Linked DNA regions of Zea mays: all the other regions are linked to region 1. A link is a contact called in public Hi-C data. All regions are on one chromosome and are shown on one strand. Each heading gives the region's core, a stretch centred on a gene start, on an enhancer-like site or on the middle of the called end of the contact. The rest is flanking DNA. Distances are from core to core; before and after follow the strand shown.

What was found. A called contact is a pair of places that touch in the nucleus more often than the background predicts.
Region 2: a contact with region 1 is called in a Hi-C map of tassel, with 6 times the contacts expected there. The contact joins the promoter of LOCLOC100191774 here to the promoter of LOC100277738 in region 1. A contact is called at or near these places in 2 of 25 Hi-C or Micro-C datasets (ear and tassel).
Region 3: a Hi-C map of tassel shows a contact between it and region 1, with 3 times the contacts expected there. The contact joins the promoter of LOC100194278 here to the promoter of LOC100277738 in region 1. A contact is called at or near these places in 6 of 25 Hi-C or Micro-C datasets (bundle sheath, ear, endosperm and 3 more).
Region 4: a contact with region 1 is called in a Hi-C map of leaf, with 5 times the contacts expected there. The contact joins the promoter of LOC103648322 here to the promoter of LOC100277738 in region 1. A contact is called at or near these places in 13 of 25 Hi-C or Micro-C datasets (bundle sheath, ear, endosperm and 5 more).

Annotation. Positions count from the first base shown.
Region 1 is chr2:241,077,452-241,080,985 of Zm-B73-REFERENCE-NAM-5.0, forward strand. LOC100277738 reads left to right here and starts at 1,797. Exons shown (of 6, transcript NM_001361298.1): 1 at 1,797-2,290; 2 at 2,403-2,530; 3 at 2,627-3,534. It overlaps LOC112163536 (pentatricopeptide repeat-containing protein), which reads left to right and starts at 138. Exons shown (of 1, transcript NM_001398890.1): 1 at 138-2,094. The coding sequence starts at 177. The coding sequence ends at 1,961.
Region 2 is chr2:241,297,320-241,300,853 of Zm-B73-REFERENCE-NAM-5.0, forward strand. It overlaps LOCLOC100191774, which reads right to left and starts at 1,812. Exons shown (of 10, transcript NM_001367118.1): 1 at 1,424-1,812; 2 at 699-790; 3 at 553-590; 4 at 281-442; 5 at 149-171; 6 at 1-50. The coding sequence starts at 1,664.
Region 3 is chr2:240,941,281-240,944,814 of Zm-B73-REFERENCE-NAM-5.0, forward strand. LOC100194278 reads right to left here and starts at 1,595. Exons shown (of 5, transcript NM_001401399.1): 1 at 1,513-1,595; 2 at 296-532; 3 at 1-194. The coding sequence starts at 1,519. LOC100193943 reads right to left here. Exons shown (of 3, transcript NM_001139012.1): 3 at 1,881-2,755. The coding sequence ends at 2,258.
Region 4 is chr2:241,206,076-241,209,609 of Zm-B73-REFERENCE-NAM-5.0, forward strand. LOC103648322 (probable LRR receptor-like serine/threonine-protein kinase) reads left to right here and starts at 1,635. Exons shown (of 4, transcript NM_001348141.1): 1 at 1,635-1,934; 2 at 2,392-3,534. The coding sequence starts at 2,658.

The DNA.
Region 1 (3,534 bases), core at 547-3,046:
CTAACAGGCTCACGGGCCGTGCCTAGGCCGCGGCAGCGGCACGCCGGCCCATCTGGGCACGGCACGCTTCGCTAGCCGGGCCGTGCCGGCCCGTTTGGCCATCTATACGTTGTCCGCGGCAGGAGCTCATCGCGCCTTTACCCTCGCCAAAACCGCACTGAAGACGTGCGCGCCTCATGCATGACGCGTCCGGTGACCGGACGCCGTCGACGCACCCGGCGCTGCGCCACTGCGTCGCGCTGCTCCGCCTCCACCTCGCCGCGCCCTCCCATGCCACCGCCAAGCAGCTGCACGCGCGCGCCCTCCGCGCGGGCGTGCCGCCCGCGCACCCGCTCCTCGCCAAGCACCTGCTCTTCCACCTCGCCTCCCTCCGCGCCCCTCCCGTCCGCTACGCCGTCGCCATCCTCACCCGCGTCCTGCCCGACCCGGACCCCTTCGCCCTCAACACCGTGCTCCGCATCGCCGCGTCCTCTCCGCGCCCGTCCCTCGCACTCGCGCTCCACGCCCGCCGCCTCGCGCCGCCGGACACGCACACCTACCCTCCGCTCCTCCAGGCGTGCGCGCGCCTCCTGTCGCTCCGTGACGGGGAGCGCATCCACGCCGAGGCCGCCAAGAACGGGCTCGCCGCGCTCGTCTTCGTCAAGAACTCGCTGGTCCACCTCTACGGCGCGTGTGGCCTCTTCGAGAGCGCGCACAGGGTGTTCGACGAAATCCCCGTCCGCGAACGCAACCCCGTGTCCTGGAACTCGATGCTCAATGGGTTCGCGGCCAACGGACGCCCCAACGAGGTTCTCACCGTCTTCCGGGAGATGCTGGACGTGGACTTCACGCCGGATGGATTCACTATGGTGAGCGTGCTGACAGCGTCTGCTGAGATTGGCGCACTCGCTCTAGGGAGGAGGGTGCATGTTTATCTGACGAAGGTTGGGCTGGTAGGGAACTCACATGTTGGTAACGCGCTGATTGATTTGTATGCCAAGTGTGGCGGCGTAGAGGATGCGAGGAGGGTGTTTGAGGAAATGGGGACAGGGCGGACCGTTGTCTCCTGGACGTCACTGATCGTGGGCTTAGCGGTGAATGGTTTTGGGAAGGTAGCACTCGAGCTGTTCGGTGTGATGGAGAGGGAGAAGCTTGTGCCAACTGAAATCACTATGGTAGGAGTGCTGTATGCTTGCAGCCACTGTGGACTGGTCGATGATGGGTTTACGTATTTTAACAGGATGAAAGAGGAGTACGGCATTGCACCAAGGGTTGAGCATTTGGGATGCATGGTGGATCTGTTGGGGAGAGCGGGCAAAGTCGAGGAAGCATATGATTATATCCTCACCATGCCACTGGAGCCCAATGCTGTCGTGTGGAGGACCTTGTTGGGTGCTTGTGCAATGCACAAGAAGTTGGAGCTTGGGGAGGCTGCTTGGGCACGGCTGGTTGAGCTTGATCCAGGGCATAGCGGAGGCTACGTTCTCCTCTCGAACCTTTATGCTGCTGTTGGGAGATGGGCCGACGTTCATGTGCTTAGGAAAAGAATGGCCAAGGATAGAGTGAGGAAGAACCCTGGGCGCAGCCTTGTGGAGCTCCGCAACTCTGTGTATGAGTTTGTTATGGGTGATAGGTCTCATCCTGAGAGTGAACAGATATACCAGATGCTTGCTGAGATAGCTGATAGGTTGAAACGTGAAGGTTACATCCCACGCACAAGCAATGTGTTGGCAGATATAGAGGAGGAAGAGAAAGAGACTGCCTTGAACTACCATAGCGAGAGGTTGGCCATTGCATTTGCCTTGTTGAAGTCTCTTTCTGGCACTCCTATCAGGATAGTGAAGAATTTGAGGGTGTGTGGCGATTGCCATACTGCAATTAAGCTAATATCGAAGATTTATGATCGGGAGATCATTGTGAGGGACCGCAGTAGGTTCCACCATTTCAAAGGTGGATCATGTTCATGTAACGATTATTGGTAGTTGATCAGTGCATGGATTGGCTGTCCTATGATCAGAAAAGTTGTGGTAAGCTCAGGATTTGAAAGTCATATATATGGATTCAGCCTCGGCATCTAACTTCTGTTGACTGCTGCAATGGAGGCGCAATGTTGAGACAGCCTCATACTTTATAGGTTGTATTATCGCATCCTACTCTTAATTTTTCAAATGAAAGATGTTTTCAGTACAGCAAGAATTAGGTTGAGAACAGATACTCCAGGTTAACATCTGTGTTTTATTCCTCTCAAACAACAAATTAATGTGGAAACTATATGCTCCAATCATATTAAGTTCGACCTGGTTGGAAAGAGGTACTCACTACTTTCCCTTGCTTTGATGAGTAAATATATTTAAACGTTTGCATGTATCCACCTGCTTGATACAGATCTGACTCCTGATAGTAGGTCTGCATGAAATGATCAGGCCATGCTTTCACAACTTTCGTTCCTACAACATCAATGCAAGACTGCTGGGTCCCTTACAACCTTCCAGAACTTCCAGAGAGCAAGGCTAGAATATAACTGCTTTCTTGATGACACCATGCACCAAAGGTGAGCTTAGTATATACACCCCCTTTAACCTTGTTTAATGGATGTTGCTTTATTTCAGCCGTTTCAGCTCATTGGGATTGCCGCTGATGTTTTCAGGATGCCAGTTTAATTCCAGGTGTGACTCAGGCAAAAAAAAAACTTGTAATCCTGTTCACAGACACAGAACCACCTTCATTAGGCTTCAATCTTTGTAAAGGTTCTTCCCTTACTGAACTACTTCCCTGCCCTTCATATTATTTTTGGATTTTGTTAGTACCACCGACAGGTCATCATCGTTCATCATTCAATTTCGGAATTTCAGTTTCCTTCCCAGTGTAGCACTAGCACAGGGGGGGAAATTCTTAGGTTTTTCCTTGGGTCCTCGCGATCTGGTTCACGGAAACCCCTTCATTAGGCTTCAGTCTTTGGAAAGTGAAGGTTCTTCCCTTAATACACAAGGAAAGCTCGTCCTCACTAATCCCCAACCTATGCTACCATGAAACAAGAAAAGGAATGAGAACATGCACTTGGGTCCTTCACATCTCATGGAATCTGCTGCCTATGTTTCCTTTTTGTCCCCTCAGAAATCATGCCCATGCATGCATACCAGGATGAGAATCTCATGGTTTCCTGGCCTTCAAGTCATTCCCCTCAATATTATAGTGTATTCATAAAGGCCGCTGTACTGCTTGCACAATCTAAGAAATGAGATGCTGGTGTAATCCTTTATAGCCTACCTTGCTTCAGGCATGCTGCAAGACTGCAGTCCTACCACCTTAGTGAACCATCTGCATGCATGCTTTTTAAGCATGGTAAAGCTCTCTAATTTCATCCTGTTCAATAGGAAAAGCATCAAATGCTAGTAGTAAATGGTGGTAATTATAGTCATGTTAGTCAAACTGAGACCAAATAGGCTGATGTTCTAATAGACGGCTCGTCCTCTGTCAGACGCAGAATGCACCTCCCTCTGTACAATGGTCCTTGGTGCCACTTTCCATGGCCATAAGTATGCACCACAGCGAGCA
Region 2 (3,534 bases), core at 562-3,061, 220 kb after region 1:
TGCCTTCACAAGCCCTTGCTCCACAGCGTCTCCAAGGCCGTCCAGGTAGTCTGAAGAACCATGTAAGGTCAGTGAGTTTACTGCACTGATTAAAAACTGAAGAGGGGTTCATCAGTACTTGTGTGTTAATTAATTGTTTTTGCCGTACCTTCGTTGCCCCATATCCCTGGCCTGAAAAGGATATGCCAAGAGTTAACCGACAGTGTCCACAGTCCACACACACATAGAAAGAGAGAGAGAGAGATTGAGAAATCGGTTGAGAAAAGGCTGATGAGCCAACCAATGGAGTTGGTAGAGCTCAACCGAAGAGACGCCAAGGCGATCCAGCGAGGCCTTGAGCGCGCAGATGACGCTCCCACGACCGAACCTCCATGGAAGAGCTGCGAACTTGGTCGCGACAGCCACGTCCACCTGCTCCTTCCGCTGCCTCTCCTTGATAAACCTGACGATGCAGAGACGGAGCTTCAGAACTGACACTGCAGAGGCTTAACTTAAATTACGGTACAAAAGGGATGCATGAACTCTCTGGCTTAGATTACGACATATACGTACCTTCCTAGTAAACTCTCTGAATTAATCGCTCCCGATACCTGATGGCGGCAGAACACGTTTGGAAGCAGCGTTAGATTCACCTTGTGACGGGTGGTGGTAAGGTAAGGGCGTAAGGCGTCGTCAAGCTTCCATGCTCTTATTCTTACCCCTGCTCCGTACACTTCGGCGGTGTCGAAGAAGGTTATTCCGCAGTCGATGCTCGCGTCAAACGCTCCTTTGGCTGCCTTCAGCTTCGTATCTGGTGTGTTCCCAGAGCGTTCACCGATGTCAGAGGGCAGCCATTACCATTCCCATGTTTTGCAATGAAAAAAGTACCAGCAGGCAGAGGCAGCAACCATTCGATGGAATTGGCAGGCGACTAGTGAGTAGTGATACGTGCTCTTAGCCTCTTACTGCTGGAGAGCGTCTAGTTAGAACAACGGAATGCCAAGTTTCAGGCTGAGTTGGACTTCGGTCAAAGCAGCAGCAGCAGCTAGCAGGCGCAAAAGATGCACGGGAAGTGTGAGCGGAGGTTCAGGCCAAGTAAAACTTCTTCTTCCAACGACATGCTAGCAACAAGGGAGCACGGGTGTAGGATGGTTTCCCACACTTTCTGGCCCTGGGATGGGTCTCGGTTTCGCCGTGTGATTTCAGCTTCAGTGTCGTACATACGTGGTTCAGGTAGCAGGGCTGGAGGATTGATTCAGAAACTCACGGGCTATTTACTAAAACAGCGCTGATTTTTCATGGCATTTATAAGTTGCTGTGGGGTGGGGGTGTTTCAGACTGTAATACATAATTCTTGTTCGTGGAAATAACCAGGAAGAAAGAAATCCTGAGCCAAGAAGCAAAGCAGACAGCGCACGCGGCGAGAGCGGAGAAACGTACGCACCGTCCCACCGGAACTCGTTCCAGTAGGTGGTGTCGCCCCAGGACCACGCCCCGACGCCGAGCTTGGTGACGGCTACGCCGGACCCGCCCAGGGCCACCTTCCCGCCATCCTCCCTCGCCGTGCCCTCGGCGGCGGCGGCGGCGTCGGACGCCACCGCTTGGGGCGGCCGGAACGCCCGGCGCCGGCGCCGGGCGAACAGGAGCGGCAGGCCGCCGCCGGAGACCTGCAGGGCCGTGATCATGGCGGCGGGAGCTTAGCTAGCCGCGCGTGGGTCGAGTCCTGGCGTGGGACCGTGCTGCTGCTGGGCGGGCGATGGTTGGTCGCTGGCGGCGAGTGGCGGGGAGGAGTGGGAGGCGCGAGAGATTTGTTTGTCTGGCTGGCCACGGGAGATGGGAAAAGGGTGGCGTCTGGCGTGCAGCGTGGACTCGCTGGAGGCGCACGTGTATAGATGGCCAACTAGTCGGTTGCCCGTCTATTACGACGGCTTACAACAATACGCACATAAATTATCTATCAAAAAAATTTAAGATTTTTTATTGATTGTCTCCGCTCTCTGTATAATATTATTTTGATTTGGCTAACTGAGGTTATTGTTTACTCCATGCAATATGTCTTGATACAACACGACCAATGAAGTGAGCGATTAGATGAGAGTTCATAACGACTGACTGAATGAACAGAGATTATAAAATAACATGATTCCACCATATAAAGACCAAATAAGATAAAGTTTGTGAGCTCAAGTTTCTAAAATAAGGCACATGAAGTCAAACTTATAAAAAGATAGATTAAAATATGGAGTGATTGCTAAAGTGAGACATCAATAAAAATTGGTTGCACTCCATATAAATTATGCTACTTCGTAGCAATTACTAACGTTTAAAACCAACAAATAATCTTTCATTTTACTATTAGTGTGACAATTATTTTTGCTCCATCCAATTCAGCAACCTCAAATAGCATGGAGTCCATTGCGCGGTTGCGCTAATATGGTCTCTGAAACGACCTAATGCTTGCAAGAGACAAGAACGTCGTGCCGTGTTTGGGTTGTAGCCTCGGCCCATAGTGCTGGCCCGGCCCGACACGATTATATTTTTTTATTTTATAAAAAACATATATACATATATACAATTTATATTCAATATTAAATCCATTTAAGCATGATGTTCTACTGGTTAGATAGCTTCACTTAATGTCTCCCGTCCTTCTTCCATTAGGGCATGGGTTCAAACCCCACTTCTTGCATCGTTTTTTAATATTTTACGTTGATTTAATCAAATGGGCCGACATGACGTGCATGTACCAGAGTTGTGGCCCGTTTGACTATCTATAGGCGTGTAACAGATTAATTTGAAATAATTATGAGGTGTTATTTATAAAAAGATGACGTGTGACTACCGTTGAAACTGGTGCTTTAAATATAGTATAGATAAGCACGAGGCCCGCGAGCCCGGCACGAAGCCCGTTGTTTGGGCCTGGTCCGAGCCCGGCACGGTCCGGTTCTATGTGGGTCCGGGCCGGGCCGGCACGAATAAGTGGGCCGGGCTCGGACAGGAAACTAGTCACGGTGGGCTAGCCCGGCACGGCCCGTTTACCTCTAAGCCCGTTAAGCCCGCTTTTTTACACTAAAACGTGCTTACCGGCCCGCATAGCCCGCTTTTCGGCCCGCTTTTTTCGTGCTAAACGGGTCGTAGGCTCGCTGCGGGCCGGGCTCGGACAAGAAATTGAGCCCACGTGCTTAGACGACCCGGCCCGGTTTTGTAACCGTGACTGACAGGCCGGACTTCACCGGGCTTGGGCCGGGCCGGGCCGGGCGGCCCGTTTGGACATCTCTACGCATGTGTGGCCGGGTGGGCCGTCCCGCCTCTCGGCCCACCTCGCCTTGCTGGAGCATGTCCCGGGCCATTCATTCGTTTCGATGGCAAAGGAGTGCTGGCCGGCTCTCGATGCGAAACAAGTGCTGGCTCTCGATTCAGTAGGCAGTAGCAGTAGGTGCATCATACTTTTTTATAATCATGGACCGATTTTTTTAATTTGATCGAATATAAAATAGGCCAAGCGCAATTAAGCAGATTCTTTGCCGAGTGTCAAATATCTGACACTCGGCAAAG
Region 3 (3,534 bases), core at 345-2,844, 140 kb before region 1:
ACCCATTCCGCCCATGCCGTAACCACCATAACCTCCCATCCCACCATACATGCCTCCTCCATACATGCCACCGCCGTACATGCCACCACCATAACCTCCTCCGTAACTCGAGTACATGCTATTTCCGAGTCCACCGGTACCATAAGTGTTGCCAAATCCACCATATGAACTATACATGTTGGATCCACCATACCCTACACCCAAAAGGCAAATTGCAAATGTCAGTGTGAGACTGAAATTGTGTTCCTAAGACAACCACAATCACGAAACAAGTGACTTTGAAAACGTTGAATACCTCCATAGGTGTTTCCATAACCTGTCTGCTGCCAAGGCCGCTGTGGCATAGGCCTTGAAACAGTGCTATTTACATTAGGAGCGGCATTCCCCTCCATCGCAGTAACATTTTCGCTGGGTTTAGCGGTACCAGAAGCTTCAACAACATCACTGGTGCTTCCACCAGATGGGGGCTTGAAAGGTGCTGGACCTGAAGTTCCTTCAGTTCCAGATCGCTCCCAAGGCTTTGGTGGTGGACCTGCAAAGTGCACTAACAAGTTAATAACATCAGAATCCATTACCTTTAACAGAAATCAAGGGTTATGTCAAGAACAATTCCAATAACTAACTAAGAGCACGGCTGCTGCACTGCCTACCCCCGACAAAACTGTGGATAACAAGCTCGCAGCCATTGACTTAGCAGCAAAGCAAAGCAAGCACACACACGGTGGCTAAAATGTTCTTGACTGCCATGCAAGACAGAGGAGCAAAAGACTCCTAAAAGAATGGTGAATATATTGAAGCCAAGACCTTCATTTGGTTGGAAGAGAGCACCAATTTTAAGGTTGTGTAACAACAACGAGGGGCTGAATTCGCTACTGAACATCAGTGTCAGATCTAGGATTTAAAACCTGTGTTGCCAAACTTGTTGATTTTTAAGTCCAATAACACAATCAGCATGTATTTGCAAAATTTATGAAGGGGTTAAACATAATTGGAAAAGCTTATGGGGTTAAACATAATTGGAAAAGCTTATGCCTAGATCCTGCCACTGCTGAACATCAACTATAGAAGTCCAAAGTGCCAAGCAGGGTTGAAAAGTGCAAGGCACAGATTAACCAGCAGTGCCGCAGGCGCTGGGCCAACAGACATGTCGACGTCCACTCCTTGACACAAACCGAGTCCACTCCCTCGCCCACCACGACGCAGCATAATCAATCGATCAACGAAGAAACAAATCCGCGCGACTCCTCAAGATCCCGTCCCAGGTGGCGCCATAAGGCCATACCCATGCGGCCGCGTCTCTCCGGAACCGCCCTCTCCACCATGGGGGACATGACAGGGGACGAGGAGTCCGACCGCTCTCCCCCGCAGGTTGCGTGCGAAATCGGGCTCCTAATCGAGCCCGCCGCTCGAATTCTCCGCAGGCGCCAGGTTTCGGGCCGAATCGAGCAGTCCTGTCGTGCTCGTGCGCGGATTGGGGATCTAGGGGAACGGGAAGAGAAGCGGCGGACGAACCTGACATGGCGTGCGCGTCCTCTCCTCTCGTCTGCTATCCCGTCCTCCTCCAGTCTCCTCCTCGACCACAACCAGGCCGGGCGGGTCTGGTCTGCTCGACGCGCTGCGTTGCAGGAAACCTGCTCGTGTGTGTTCGTGCGTGCGCTGCGCGTCGACGCGTTTGGTGGTTGGAGCCCGCGGTCGGTCGGGCTCATGTTGTATGGGCCGCCGAACACTAAGGCCCGCGTCCACGTTAGTACGTAACGAAGGCCCACAGTGCCGGCCAGTTTGGCACACACTACAGTTACCCTCATCGTCTTCATGGCCAGTTTGGCACACACTACAGTTACCCTCACCGTCTTCAATGATTCAATCACCAGTAAGAAATGGAAACAACAAACAAGCCATGATGTCATACATTATAACTACCCAGTACATACTCAGAACAGCGTCCTCAACTTCCACCTCCTACCCGAACAAGGTTAGCTACTGTACATTTTCGAGAAGGAAGCGAAAGGACACAGGATGCATCTGCTGTCAGATATATGTCCAAACAATGTACTGCTCTCACATGGGAATAGGACACTGCATAGTGCATACGTTTCAACTTATTATCTGACTAGTGTTGTTCAGTCCAACCCATCAGATGAAATCTCCCTAGCGGCCTAGCCATCTGACACATAAATATGTTAACTGTGCCCTTGAGAAGAAAATGTGCAAGGCGAACTTTTATTGAAATACCAGACTCGAGTGAAACCCAAGCTGCTCATAGCCGGACAGTGCACCCACTTCCTTCTGTTCCATTAGTTCTGCTCTCAGACGACATGTCACAGTTCGGTCCAGCAGCAACGCTGCCAGCCACATTCTGTTCGCTGCTTCTGCTCCCAGAAACTGCTAGTCCATTCTGTCCAGCGCTCCTGTTGCCTGCGCATCGGCTAGCAGGTCCCCCAGCGTTCCTCTTACCTAGAATCTCTAGCTTTTTGGCCTTGTGCTTTTTGCCTCCAACGTGAGCGCTGAAATTGAACTCGGTGACACAGTCGACCTTGCAGATTTTGCACCAGAAGGATGGCACCACGTTTGGTCTGGGACACTGCAGAATCTGCGATGGAAGATGTGGAACTTTCACCTTTTTCTTTGTGGGGTACCAGTTTTGGGGCTGCTTCTGTCCAGTTACACAGCTGAAACTTGATTGTTGTGGAGGCACACTGGTCTCGGCAGCTAGTTTTCTCTTGATCGCATCAGGTACTGGTCCTGCACTGAAATCCTGAAAATTGAAATTATTTATTAATCACAACAAACGAGAAATTGGTAATTTATCTAAGCATGAAGAATCGTACAAACAAACATAGAAATGTATAGCACAAAGGCCAGAATATCATGCTTCCAGACAACACGAATTTTGAGCACCTAATAGAACAGTGAATATAGCTACCACTGATAAATATGTAACTGTTTTTCATAATGAATAGATTTTGGTTTCCAGCATTAGTGATGGAATCAAAATGGAAAATGTGCTTTTTTAATAAGTAAAAGCGACTCTCTGTTGACAGAAAAGAGAAAAGAAAAGAAAAAAGAACCAAACCAAGATAGACCCTGGCTCTCCATATCTAAACACTAACGAAAACTAAAATGCATCCCTCCCACAGGGCCGTTGGAGCTCTAAACATCAGAGCTGCACCAACTGACAGTCTCACAGTACTGTTGCAAGCCATTAGTCTAGATTGTCACAGCTGTGGAACTATGGAAGCTGAAGTATTCTGGTTATCTGAAGTAAAGGTTTCTGAATCAGATGCTGAACAGAACACTAAAGAAAAATAAAACAACTGTATGGCAAAAGAAAATGCACGGACAGAACCATTTCATTCATGGTTTTATAATATAGAAAATTAAAGTCTTGTGTGTGTTATCCCAGAGAAAGAATAAAAACAAAATCTGAAAAGAGTAAATAAGATAGTAACTTGTGGAAATAAAATGTTGGTCCCAAACTGATCATAACTTAGGCACTGTTAATGAGTTCCAGGTAGCTTGAAGTGCAATTCAGAA
Region 4 (3,534 bases), core at 385-2,884, 130 kb after region 1:
GTTTAATTCCATAGCAAGTCAAAATACATCTCAATCCATCCCAATACACATTAATACACATGGAATTGAAATAACCGAACAAGGCCTTAAGGGGAAAAAAAGGGACTCGTTTTTAACTGCATTTGTTTTGACCGCTGGTGGGGGTGGGGGGAGGGGTGGATCGGATGAATCAGGCAGCAATCATCGGAGGCAAGAGAGAACTGAATGCTCCTGTACAAGGTGGGTGCAGTAGTCCCCCCACATGATCCATCCACCGCAAGCTGCAAATGTCTTGCTTTTTTCACAAGCTCGGGCTCCGAGTCTGTGGTTGAGAACACGACTTGTCACTGGTACTAACTGAGCCTGAACCTAAACTACAACGCCTCTGCACTGCAGGCCAACGCAATCAAGACTGTAAAAAAGTAAAAAAAAAGGGGGGGGGGGGGGGCTCGCTTATGGGATCAGATCACGCCTACTAACATACAAAGTGCTTAAAGCTAGGCAATTACCCACTGTTGAACTCACACCTCGAAAGTTTGCAAAAAGGTTTCGAAAGAAAGGTCTCTCTCTCTCTCTCTTTTTGGGGGGTTTGCCAAAGTGGCAGGCATTTGCCATTTCCTCTATAAAGCAGCAACTCAACAAACTTTGGGGCCAGACCCTGCACGCCGGTCTCCAGCAGCCAGTGAGGGTGCACTGGACAATCATGCATGCATGGTTCAGTTGCCTTGGCTGTTGAAGATGACTGCAGACTGCACTCTTGCCTCTTGCTTGCTTTGGATGCTGCTGAGCCTGGCTGGCCAGCCCTTTGACTCCTATTATTAATGAATGCCTAACCACCACCTCTCTGGACTTTCACTCCTGGCTACCCGGATGAGTACCTAGCTGCAAGCAAGAAAAAAAAGGAGAGAAGATCTGGCATCCATTGGCATTGCAAAAAAAGGAGGAGGATTCATCATTCATGTAATGTACGTATATATATTTGTGTGTGTTCATTCGTGACGCCCTGTACGACACGGCACGGGTACCATAGGCAAGCACGACTGTTGCTGATCCAAAATATATGTACGCACCTAAACCCTTTACAACTCGGCTCTACAGTGTGACTTGAGAGTCAAACACGATACTTTTACAAAGCTAATATATATATATATATATAAAATAAACGCGGGCTATCGTATCGAACAGCTGACACAGCGCGGCGCACGAGGGTGGCAAGGCGGGGCCTTTTGGCGGGTGCCGCTACCACGCGCACAAAAAAAAAAGGACGCGGGAAATCACCTCGCCGTTTCGCGCCTCCGCCCCCTGCCAAGTCACGCATTCGCACACGTACCCCGGGCCGTATCCCAGCGATCCGGGCGTACGGCACGACACTTCCGTCCTGCTGCCTACTGTACTGCTGCTACCTTGGGACCTTTGACCGCAGTCCACAAGTCCTAAACAGTTATACACTTCTACTGTAGGTGCAGTACACTGTACTGTACTCTAGCTCTACTGTACAAAAAACTACACACCACGCCACGCTCTGTATCCGTATTTTCTCCACTCGCGAAATTACAACTTCTCCGGAGGACCACGTCGCAAAAAATGGGAAACCAAAAAGCCAACGGAGGGCGACAGAGAAAAGACACGCCCATCCCATCCCATCCCATCCATCCCCACACTGCTGGCGCTGCCCGCCTCCCCCCTCCAGTCCACTCTCCACTCCCACACTCCGTTACCAAGCTGCCCGCCACGCCCCCTCCCCTACTCCTCCGCCGCCGCCTCACAGCCGCAGCAGCTAGGGTTAGGGTTCGTTCCGCCGCGGCTGCCGTCTTCCCCAGGGCAGGCTACTCCCGCCGGGCCCCTCCCCTCCCATTGCATTCCCCAGTTCCCCTGCAACCCCCCCATTACCCTTTCTCCCACCCATTCCTTCCTTCCGCCCCTCTCCAGGCCGCCCGGACTGGTCGCGTTGCAAGGTAAGCAAGGCCACCCGCGCCGCCTCTCCCCGCTCTTCGCACTCGCATCCGCATCCGCCATTGCATTGCATTGCATCGCATCTGGAGTGGAGGCGAGACCGCAGGCGGTGTCCTTCCGTGCACGATGTTTGGACGCATTCGCCGTGCCTGCGCAACTAAAAGGGCGCGTCCTTTATTTTTTTTTTGAGCTGGGCTGGGCGGTTCCGCCCGCGGTTGGTGGCGGGTTTAGCGGCCGAACCCACCACTTTTTTTTACCGCCGTTCTTGAGGAGGGGTTAATAAATGTGGTCTTTGTGCTGTCAGCAAAAAAAGAAGAGTTTTTTTTGTCTATTTATGCTGCATTTCCCCCTCTTTTTTTTCCGACGAAGATAAATGGTAGATTCGATCTTTGGGCGGCCAGGGCGGGTGTTGAAGCTGGAATCTATGTGCCTGAGTTGACACCTTTTTGCTCGTTTCAGGTTTGTTTGAAGGAATCTGGACGGGTTTATGTCGATACTAGGTGCTGCTGCTGCTGCTGCAGAGATCAGGTGAAAGGGACAAGTGTTGTGGCTGCGCAATTAGTACCCAGAGTGTGCACAGCCATACCACCTCGCTGATAGCTACTACCCGCCTGTGCGCACGCTGCCTCCAATCTCCTCCAAGAAATGCGTCCTCGTCCTTGAATCCTACTAACCATCAAACTCCCAGCTCCCCTCCCAGACCAGTCCGTGGAGGAAAGTGAGCGATGGGGCTTCGCGCGGGTTTCCTCCTCCTGCCGCCGCCGCCGCTCCTCCTCCTCCTCCTCCTCCTCCTGCTGCTCATTTCCCCTGCGCGTGGGCAGCTGCCCTCGCAGGACATCCTGGCGCTGCTGGCCTTCAAGAAGGGCATCACGCACGACCCGGCGGGCTACGTCACCGACTCCTGGAACGAGGAGTCCATCGACTTCAACGGGTGCCCGGCGTCCTGGAACGGCGTCGTGTGCAACGGCGCCAGCGTGGCCGGGGTCGTGCTGGACGGCCACGGCATCTCGGGCGTCGCCGACCTCTCCGTGTTCGCCAACCTCACCATGCTCGTCAAGCTCTCTCTGGCCGGCAACAACCTCTCGGGCGGCCTCCCCGGCAACGTGGCCAGCCTCAAGAGCCTCAAGTTCATGGACGTCTCCCGCAACCGCTTCTCGGGGCCGGTGCCGGACGGCATCGGCAACCTCCGGAGCCTGCAGAACCTGTCGCTCGCCGGGAACAACTTCTCGGGCCCGCTGCCGGAGTCCGTCGGCGGGCTCATGTCGCTCCAGTCGCTCGACGTGAGCGGCAATTCTCTGTCTGGCCCGCTGCCTGCAGGGCTGAAGGGGATGAAGAGCTTGGTCGCGCTGAACGCGTCCTACAATGCCTTCACGAAGGGCATCCCTTCTGGGCTTGGGCTCCTCGTGAACCTGCAGTCCTTGGATCTGAGCTGGAACCAGTTGGATGGTGGTGTTGATTGGAAGTTCTTGATCGAGTCCGCTGTCGCTCATGTTGACTTCAGCGGGAACCTGCTCACCAGTACCACGCCCAAAGAGCTCAAGTTTCTGGCCGACATTTCAGAGACGGTTCTGTATCTCAACCTGAGCAACAATAAGCTGACTG